3 separate regions of the Sus scrofa genome follow, and regions 1 and 2 are each linked to region 3. Evidence: chromatin contacts called from public HiChIP or PLAC-seq data. All regions are on one chromosome and are shown on one strand. The core of a region is the stretch at or near the end of the contact, and the rest is flanking DNA. Distances in the headings are between cores, read along the strand shown. Region 1 holds the start of TYRO3 (tyrosine-protein kinase receptor TYRO3). Region 2 overlaps NDUFAF1 (complex I intermediate-associated protein 30, mitochondrial). Region 3 overlaps MAPKBP1 (mitogen-activated protein kinase-binding protein 1).

Region 1 (2,700 bases), core at 47-2,546, 270 kb after region 3:
CAGTGCAGCCACTCCAACATGCTTGGTTTCAGGAAGCTCGGAGTGAGCACAGGGACTAGAGTATGCCCAGGTGTTTTCTGTGACTAGGTAATCTCACAGCCCCTGTACCGACATGATGTAAGGGTGCCTGTGGTGCTCAGCCCCAGCCCCTGTGGCTTCAGAGTGAGACCTTCGTGTGTGGGGCAGGCAGAATGGAGTCCCCAGTCCCGGGAGGGAAAAGCAAACAACTAGGAACATCGAGGCGGGAAAATCCTGTCCCAAACACCCCCCGCTGACCACTCAGCGCTCTGCCCTACTCCTCTCCCTTCCACCCCGACAGAAGAGCCCCGGACGCGAGAAAGTTGGGGGCGGGGGCCCCGACCACAGATCCAGGTGCGAACACCCGGCTGCGCCCCCTCCCCCCAGTGCCCGAGCCTCGGCCTTCCAGCTTGGGTCCCCCAGCCCAAATCTCCGGCCCGCCCAGGCCCGGGGTTCGCCCGGCTGCTGTCCCCGGGCTCCGACCCCAGCCGCGCCCCTCCGCAGACCCCGCTTTCCGCCGTCCCCCCGAGCCAGCCCCTACCTGCGGCCGCGGACTCCGGGAGCAGCAGCGCGGCCAGACCCGCCAGCAGCAGCAGCAGCAGCAGCGGCGGCGACGGCGGCGGCAGCGGCAGCGGCAGGAGCCCCGACCGCCCCATGCTCCGCCTCAGCGCCATCGGCGGCGACGCCGCACCATGCCGGGCCCGGCCCGCGAGCGACGAGGGAGGAGGGAGGAGAGGAGGAGCGGCGAGGTGGGGGAGGGCAGCGGGAGGGCGGGGGGCGGCGCTGGGGCCGCGCTCCGAGACCCGCGCCCGCTGCGAGTCGCCGCGGCGGCCGTCAGCCGCACAGGGTCCCCGGGGCCGCTCCTGGGCCACCGCGCTCCTTCCACAGCCGTCGCCGCCGTCGCCGCCGCCGCCGCCGCTGATTCATGTTCTCGGAGCCGCCGCCTCCTCCCCGGCCCGCCCGCCCGCAGCCCGAGCTCGTACCGCCCCCCCGCGGAGCCCCGGGCGGCTCGCTCCGAGCGCCAAACCCGCGGCTGCCAGCACGGTCTCCAGCCGACCTCCACCCACAGACCTCCGCAGACCCGGCTGGCACCCCCTGGCCCAGCTACCCCAATGCCGAATCCGAGGATCTGGTTCGGTCCTCTGGATGGGCACCCCAGCCACGCCCCTCCTTCCCCTAAATACACTCCAGCATCTTCTCAAACCCAACACACTGATCCTTCCTTCGAAATTTTGCTAGAAGCCTCTACCGCGCACCCCAACTTTTCTCCACACTCTGATGCCAGAACCCAGCATCCTCTTCTCAGGACAGAAAGTACCTCAATCCCCTGAATACTCCCAACCATCGGGCCTCCTGAAATTGTCGCGACTCAGTGCTCCCCCCACTGGATCTACTAGGACACTTTCATGCCTCTTTGATGAGCCTTTCACCTATATTCCCCCTATGCATACTCCATTTCCCACCCCTTTATCTCCATGACTTCGGGCCTTCCGTCTTGAGTTTTCCAAGATCTTGGTAATTCTCAGGTTTTATCTGCAATCCCCACGGCTACAGTACATAAGTCAAAGCCCAGTGGCCTGTTTCTTTGGGGCGCTCATTCTTCCTAGTTGCTTCCTCTGCTTCTAGCCTCCATCTCTCAGGATGTGGTGTGAAAGTTGGGTATGCCCTCACAATATCCAGGAAAAATACTAGCTATTATTGGTTGTCCACCTTGCACACAGTAGGCACTCCATAAGTAAACAGACAGATGCCTTGTTAAATGAATGAATAATTGCCTCAGAGCTTGGCCTGCCCCACAGCGAGTAATCAAGGGGGTGGCTGTGCCCACAGACATCCTGTCAGGCAGATACAGAACTGGTTCCAAATCCAGCCTACCAAATGTTCCCCTCCTCTTGCCCTTGCCTCTACTGGTCCCCTGGCGCCTACTCCAGAAGGCTGTTCCCAGAAGTCTTGAGTGGGGAGGAGAGACAAGCCACCCAGCATCCCCCACCGCCACACTTCCATTTCTCTGCAGCCTCATTGGATCTTTCCAGGGATTCTCCTTCTGAGCAGCAAGGGCCTGCCTATTCCTCCTCTTGGCCAGCATCAGTGCTTGTTTATTAATTATACTAATGATAACAACAACAGCAGTGCTGGCAGCAGCCTTGGACCCAGCTGGGGGCGCCCCCTGGTGGCAGCACAGGGAGAAGGGCTGTCAGAACTGGATGGCCGGGGCCTGGGTGTCTTCCTTTAGCAATTTTCTTGGGCACTGTGGGTTGGCTTCAGGACTCTTTCCCAAAGGAAAAGTCTTGCTCCGTTCCAGAATCCACAGCTTCTGAGCTTAGGCTTGGTTGGATCAGGGCAGGCAGACAACAATCTGGGGCTGAAGCCAGATTCACTGGGGCCCCAGCTACTGCGGCAGTTTGGCTGCTGCAGCCCTGCACTTGAGCCCTCCACACTTCTCAAGGTCCTCCCCCACCCCCCACCTCTCCTCTCTGGAGGGGACTTCAAGTTTCTAGGGAAAGGAAACTGTTGACTCTGGCTGATACTGAAAAGACCTCTCCCAGAGGATGTCGAACCTAGAGCCCAAACCCCTGCCTTTCACTTCCTTTTCTTCCCTCATCTCCACAGCCCCACCCCTCATCATTTCCTGAACTCTGATGAGAATCCCAGGCCAAGGACCATCCTTTGCCATTAAGCAAA
Region 2 (2,700 bases), core at 133-2,632, 430 kb after region 3:
GATTCATTAACCACTGCGCCACGACAGGAGCTCCGCAATATTTTCAAACCACTTTTCCCTTTCTGCGATTCCTATTATGTGTAGATTGTCATACTTTTTATTATACCTTAAGTCTTTTATATTGCTTTCTTGTTCTCATTTGGCTTTTTTCCTGCTGTTCTGCTTGGGTGATTTCCATTATTCTATCTTCTAGGTCACTCTTTTGTTCTCCATTATTCATCCTGTTCTTTGTTGCCTTTTGCTCAGCAGCCTGGCAAATGTGTTTTCTAATTTTTCTTGGCTCCTCCTCATAGTTTCTAGTTCCTTTTTTTTTTTTTTTTTTTTTTTTTTGTCTTTTTGTCTTTTGTTGTTGTTGTTGTTGTTGTTGCTATTTCTTGGGCCGCTCCCGCGGCATATGGAGGTTCCCAGGCTAGGGGTCACCAGCCTACGCCGGAGCCACAGCAATGCGGGATCCGAGCCGCGTCTGCAACCTACACCACAGCTCACGGCAACGCCGGATCGTTAACCCACTGAGCAAGGGCAGGGACTGAACCCGCAACCTCATGGTTCCTAGTCGGATTCGTTAACCACTGCGCCACGACGGGAACTCCCTCTAGTTCCTTTTTTACCTCTCTTTTTTTTTGAAATTGGTGTCTCTTAGACTGAAGAGGTCTGTTTTCACTGTTCTTTCAGGGGAATTCCCTTGGTCTTTTAACTGGGAGTGGTTCTTCTGCTTTTTCATTTTACTTATATTTCTATCCTTGAGTTTAGAAGAAACATTTGTCTACTATGCTTTGGAGGGATATTTACATGTGGAAGTGTCCATCTGTAGTGGGCTTAATATTTTTGGTGTGAGGCTTGTTTTTAGTATGGATGTCTGTTCCCTCTGTTCTCAGTGTGTGCTGGACGTTATCCCCTTCATAGGGGGTAGGCAGACATGGTGACTGATGCTTACTCCTGGGTTGTCATCAGTGGAAGCTTGTGCCCACACCCAGAGCCTGAGACGTCCGTGGAGGAGGCCTGTGACCACTTCTAAAGCCCACAGTCAGTGGCTTGTGACCATTTTTGGTACCTGTGCCTGCTGTGGGAGCTCATGTAGGCAGTGTCCTATTGCCTGAGAGCATGTGCAGGGAAAAGGCTGCAATGGTGGGACCGCCCTTCCTCTCACACACTCTCCCACACTGTGGGTGCCTGGCTTCTAGGGTAGGCCTGGGCTTCTTCCTTGTACACTCTCAGTTGTGGTCATGCCAGACTTCAGGCCCTTCAGGTTGTTTCTGTGCAGCCCATGCCAGTCCTTTCCCTGTGTTGCAAAGCCCAAGCTTCAGCAGCCAGCCCCCGCCTGTACCAGAGACACATTTCAGACTGGGGAGCCATGGGGTGGTGCAACTGACTGTGCAGTTCTCTCTCAGTTCTGGCTGCCTGGGTAAGTTGCTCTGCTCTCCTCCCACGCGCTGAAGCTCCCCCTCTGTCCCAGCTGATCTCCCTGCTGGTGAGAGCCTTTAAAGCTCCCTCCCAGGGGTGTGGGTCCTGACTGATTCCTTTCATTTTCTTCTTTTGTCCTGCCTGGTTAAGTGGAGATTTCCTTGCTTTTTCAGAAGTCTGAAGTTTTCTGCCAGCGTTCAATAGATATCCTGTGAGAATCATTCCATGTGTCGATGTATTTTTGAAGTATTTGTGGGAGGAGGTTAGCTTCTTCATGTCCTACTTTGCCATCTTGATTGCTCCACCTAAATAGGCTTTGAATTGAATTTGTATTTATGTCAACAAGTGTTTTTGGTGATAATAATCTGAATAGTACATTTTTTTTTTTTTGGTCTTTTTGCCTTTTCTAGGGCTGCTCCTGCGGCATATGGAGGTTCCCAGGCTAGGGGTCTAATCAGAGCCGTAGATGCTGGCCTACACCACAGCCACAGCAACATGGGATCTGAGCCGCGTCTGCAACCTACACCACAGCTCACGGCAATGCCGGATCCTTAACCCACTTAGCAAGGCCAGGGATCAAACGTGCAACCTCATGGTTCCTAGTCGGATTCGTTACTGCTGCACCATGACGAGAACTCCAGTTTGGTGTTTTTAGAGCTGCACCTGTGGCATATGGAGGTTCCCAGGCTAGGGGTCAAATCGGAGCTGTAGCTGTTGGCCTACACTACAGCCATAGCAATGAGGGATCCAAGCCAAGTCTGTGACCTATACCACAGCTCACAGCAATGCTGGATCCTTAACCTACTGAGCAAGGCCAGGGATCGAATCTGTGTCCTCATGGATGCTAGTCAGATTTGTTTCAGCTCAGCCACAAGAACTCTCTGTATTTTTAAAATTTAGATCCTGGAGACCTTTTATATGATTACATGGAATTATTCCACATTCTTTGTTATTTTGTTTGTATATGGAAGTTCCCAGGCCAGGGGTCAAATCAGAGCTATAGCTGGCGGCCCAAGCCACAGCCACAGCAACATTAGATCCAAGCCGAATCTGCTACCTACACCACAGTTCACAGCAACACCGGATCCTTAACCCACTGAGAGAGGCCAGGGATCGAACCTGCATCCTCATGGATCCTAGTCAGGTTATTTAACTGCCAAGGCACATGGAAACTCTGCCAGCTGCTTTCTAAAAGAGTTGTACTAGGGAGTTCCTGTTGTGGCTCAGAGGAAACAAATCTGACTAGCTGTGGTATAGATCCCAGACATGGCTTGGATCCCACCTTGCTGTGGCATAGGC
Region 3 (2,700 bases), core at 52-2,551:
TGTGATGATGGAAAGAAAAAGAAAACTGGGGTCAGGCAGACCTGTCTGCTAACTTTGTGATTTGGGCATATCCTTTAACTTCTCTGAACCTCAGTTTCCTCATGTGGAAAACAGAAATAAAAATACCTATGCCAAAACAAAAAACAAAAAAAAAACCTATGCCGTAGAATTGTTGTGCAAACTAAAAAAGTCATATGCAAAGCGACCAGCATGGTGCTCCTGGCCATCTTCTCGAAGGGTTCTCTGGGGCACCAATCGCAAGGAAAGAGCAATCAGGGGGGTCAGCAGTTGCTGCAGGCACACCAACTATGGTTCCCACACAGGACTTGCTGGACACTAGTGACTCATTAGGGTCCTCACCCTGGTACGGAATTACAAACCATCCCTTCACATTCACTCCCAAAGGGGAAGTCTTATAGCTTTAATTCTTCTAAGAGATAAAAAGAGTCTAGGGTGTTTCCTAGGGCATCCTTGGTTGTGGTCCTCTTTAGGTACCCAGAATCTAATGCCTTCCAAATAAGTAACCTTCTGAGGCCAGCCCATGAGACCCACTGGCATCTCTGTTTCTCCGATGTTTTATGAGACCACTCCCCCCACAGGTGTGAGAAAAGACTTGGTGGTAAAAACCCAGTGAATAATATGGTCATGGTGTAGAGCTACCAGTACGCCTCTCTCTGCCCAGGGGATTCTAAACGCATCCCCTTCCGGGACAAGAGGGGGGCTCTCTGTGAGCTGCAAGACTTATAAGCCAAGTCCCAAAGGCAGGGACTGAGTCCCCTTCCTCACACCCACTGGCCACCATGGCTGCTGTCAAACAAGTGAACTGGGTCCTTCTTTCTTTGGGACCTTTGCAATTGAGGTCTCCAACATCTGGAAGCATGGATCTTCACACACATGGCCAGACACTTTTCCATAGATTCCTCTTTGCCATTCAGATAGCAGCTCAAATGTTACCTCCCACGGAGCCCTGACCACAGGTCTTAAAGTAGTCCCACCCCTACCCACTCTCAGGGACCTACTCGCTCTCCTTTTTACTTTCTTTGCAACACTTACCGCTCTCTGATACTATCTTGCTCATTTGTTTGTTTATATGCTTAGTGTCTGTTTACCTTCCTTGATCTTAAACCCCACAAAAGCACTGACACGGTCTTACTGCTATATATCCTGTGGCTGGAACAGTGCTTGGCCCAGAGCAGGTTTTCAACAAGAATCGGCCAAACAAATGAATGACTACTGATGAACAAGCACTTTGTGAGTGACCTCATATATGATTCACAGCCATCAGGGCACCAAGTCCACACATCCTCTTTCCTTAGGCCTGCCAGTCTCTCCACAACTCTACATACTCCCTGGCAACCCCTGCACAGTGTTTGCCACAGAGAGGAAGAAGGTAGCTGTGTGCTCCTTCAGCTCAGATGTCACTGGAACACAGACAGTCCAGGGGGAGTCTGTGGCTTCACACATAGTTCAAAGCTTTGGAGCTGGGGCTCTCAGCATAAATTCCCATACACGCTGAGTAAATGGAGGGCCTTCTCAGGAGAACTAGGTTTTCCCTCCTCCTCCGTACTTAAACCAACCAAGAGTCTCCCCTTGGCTGCTGAGTAAGGCCAGACACTTTTCCAGGACACCTCCCACTCTAGTAGCTGCCCTGCATGAGGCCCTGCACTCTGGCATCAAGGGTCAGGAGAAACCCATCCTGTGCACTGATTCTACAGCGGCAACAGGGGCTGTGCTGGGCTCTGAAGGCCCCGAACCCTCTACCAAGCCAGCAAGGGAAGGGGCCCGAGTCAATTATGGGGTGTTCAACTAGACTGAGAGGCTCAAAGAAGCTATCTGGGGACTGGCTTGGCCTCCTAGGGCAGGGGGGCTTAAAATGTGACAGGTGAAGTGTGGGCTTCCTGTGGGAAAGATAAGAGCAAAGGGAGTGCTCCCCAGAAGAGACCCAGGGGCCACTGAAACTTGAGGGGTCTCCACCCAGAGACTTTAACCCACCTCTGCCTGACATACGTCCCCTCCACCCAACCCTCCCTGAGCTGTTTCATTTCCTTTCAGAAAACTTTGTTTTGGTTTGATATTTGCCTCTAGGCCTCTGGGAGAATTTTCTGAGCTTTGTTTCTCTTCTTGTTTCTAGGATACCTGAGCTGCTCCTAGAGCAACAAGCGCAGTAGGAACTAGAGAGTGGGGGATGGAGGTAGGGTTAGGATCACCAGATAGGAAGAGAAGGAAGGGGGGAGGGAAAGAGCCTGCCTGACTCACACAGGCTTTGGTGGCCCCCAGATACTCAGCGGCACACATCAGGGAGCTGGAGCACAGGGCAAAACTGAAACACTCAGAAAAAGGCCATTTACAAGGAGAGCACTCAAAGTTCTAGAAAATGAAAAGGTCAGGGGGTAGATCAGGGCACTGCCCAGGGCTGGCCCAAGCCAAACACGCAAGAAACCTACTAAAGGTGACAACAGGGAAGCTTCCACACACCACCTGGAAGGACAGTGACTCCCAGGTACACATGCCAGGCTGGGACCTGCCCATAAACAGAAGCACACACCCTTCCTTAAAGGCACTAGGCCTGGGTTGGAGCGAAGGGCTCTGTGCCCCTCAGGGCTCAGGCAGCAAGGAGCAGCAGGCCTTTCCTGCTCGCCCCACATCCAGCCCCAGCCCCACCTCCAACAAGAAGGAACCTGGCTTTCCCAGGCCAAGGCA

The links. HiChIP or PLAC-seq counts read pairs in DNA pulled down with a chosen protein or histone mark.
Region 1: an H3K27ac HiChIP or PLAC-seq map of alveolar macrophages shows a contact between it and region 3. The contact joins the promoter of TYRO3 here to the enhancer-like site in region 3. A contact is called at or near these places in 4 of 5 promoter capture datasets (fetal liver, fetal skeletal muscle and liver), 13 of 47 Hi-C or Micro-C datasets (alveolar macrophages, blood, embryonic fibroblasts and 9 more) and 2 of 2 datasets of contacts at active chromatin or transcription factors (alveolar macrophages and skeletal muscle).
Region 2: an H3K27ac HiChIP or PLAC-seq map of alveolar macrophages shows a contact between it and region 3. The contact joins two enhancer-like sites. A contact is called at or near these places in 1 of 47 Hi-C or Micro-C datasets (retroperitoneal adipose tissue) and 1 of 2 datasets of contacts at active chromatin or transcription factors (alveolar macrophages).

Annotation. Positions count from the first base shown.
Region 1 is chr1:129,828,099-129,830,798 of Sscrofa11.1, forward strand. It overlaps TYRO3 (tyrosine-protein kinase receptor TYRO3), which reads right to left and starts at 1,297. Exons shown (of 19, transcript XM_021097401.1): 1 at 1,275-1,297.
Region 2 is chr1:129,985,144-129,987,843 of Sscrofa11.1, forward strand. All of the region lies in intron 3 of NDUFAF1 (complex I intermediate-associated protein 30, mitochondrial), which reads left to right. Among named protein-coding and RNA genes, the nearest start is that of NDUFAF1, 18 kb to the left of the region's middle. Within about 2 kb of position 1,383, at least 4 of the 83 cell types and tissues checked have an H3K27ac peak or open chromatin away from gene starts, as enhancers often do. A contact at or near this core is called in alveolar macrophages, where this site is marked.
Region 3 is chr1:129,557,225-129,559,924 of Sscrofa11.1, forward strand. All of the region lies in intron 3 of MAPKBP1 (mitogen-activated protein kinase-binding protein 1), which reads right to left. Among named protein-coding and RNA genes, the nearest start is that of JMJD7, 25 kb to the left of the region's middle. Within about 2 kb of position 1,302, at least 30 of the 83 cell types and tissues checked have an H3K27ac peak or open chromatin away from gene starts, as enhancers often do. A contact at or near this core is called in alveolar macrophages, mesenteric adipose tissue, omental adipose tissue and 1 more, where this site is marked.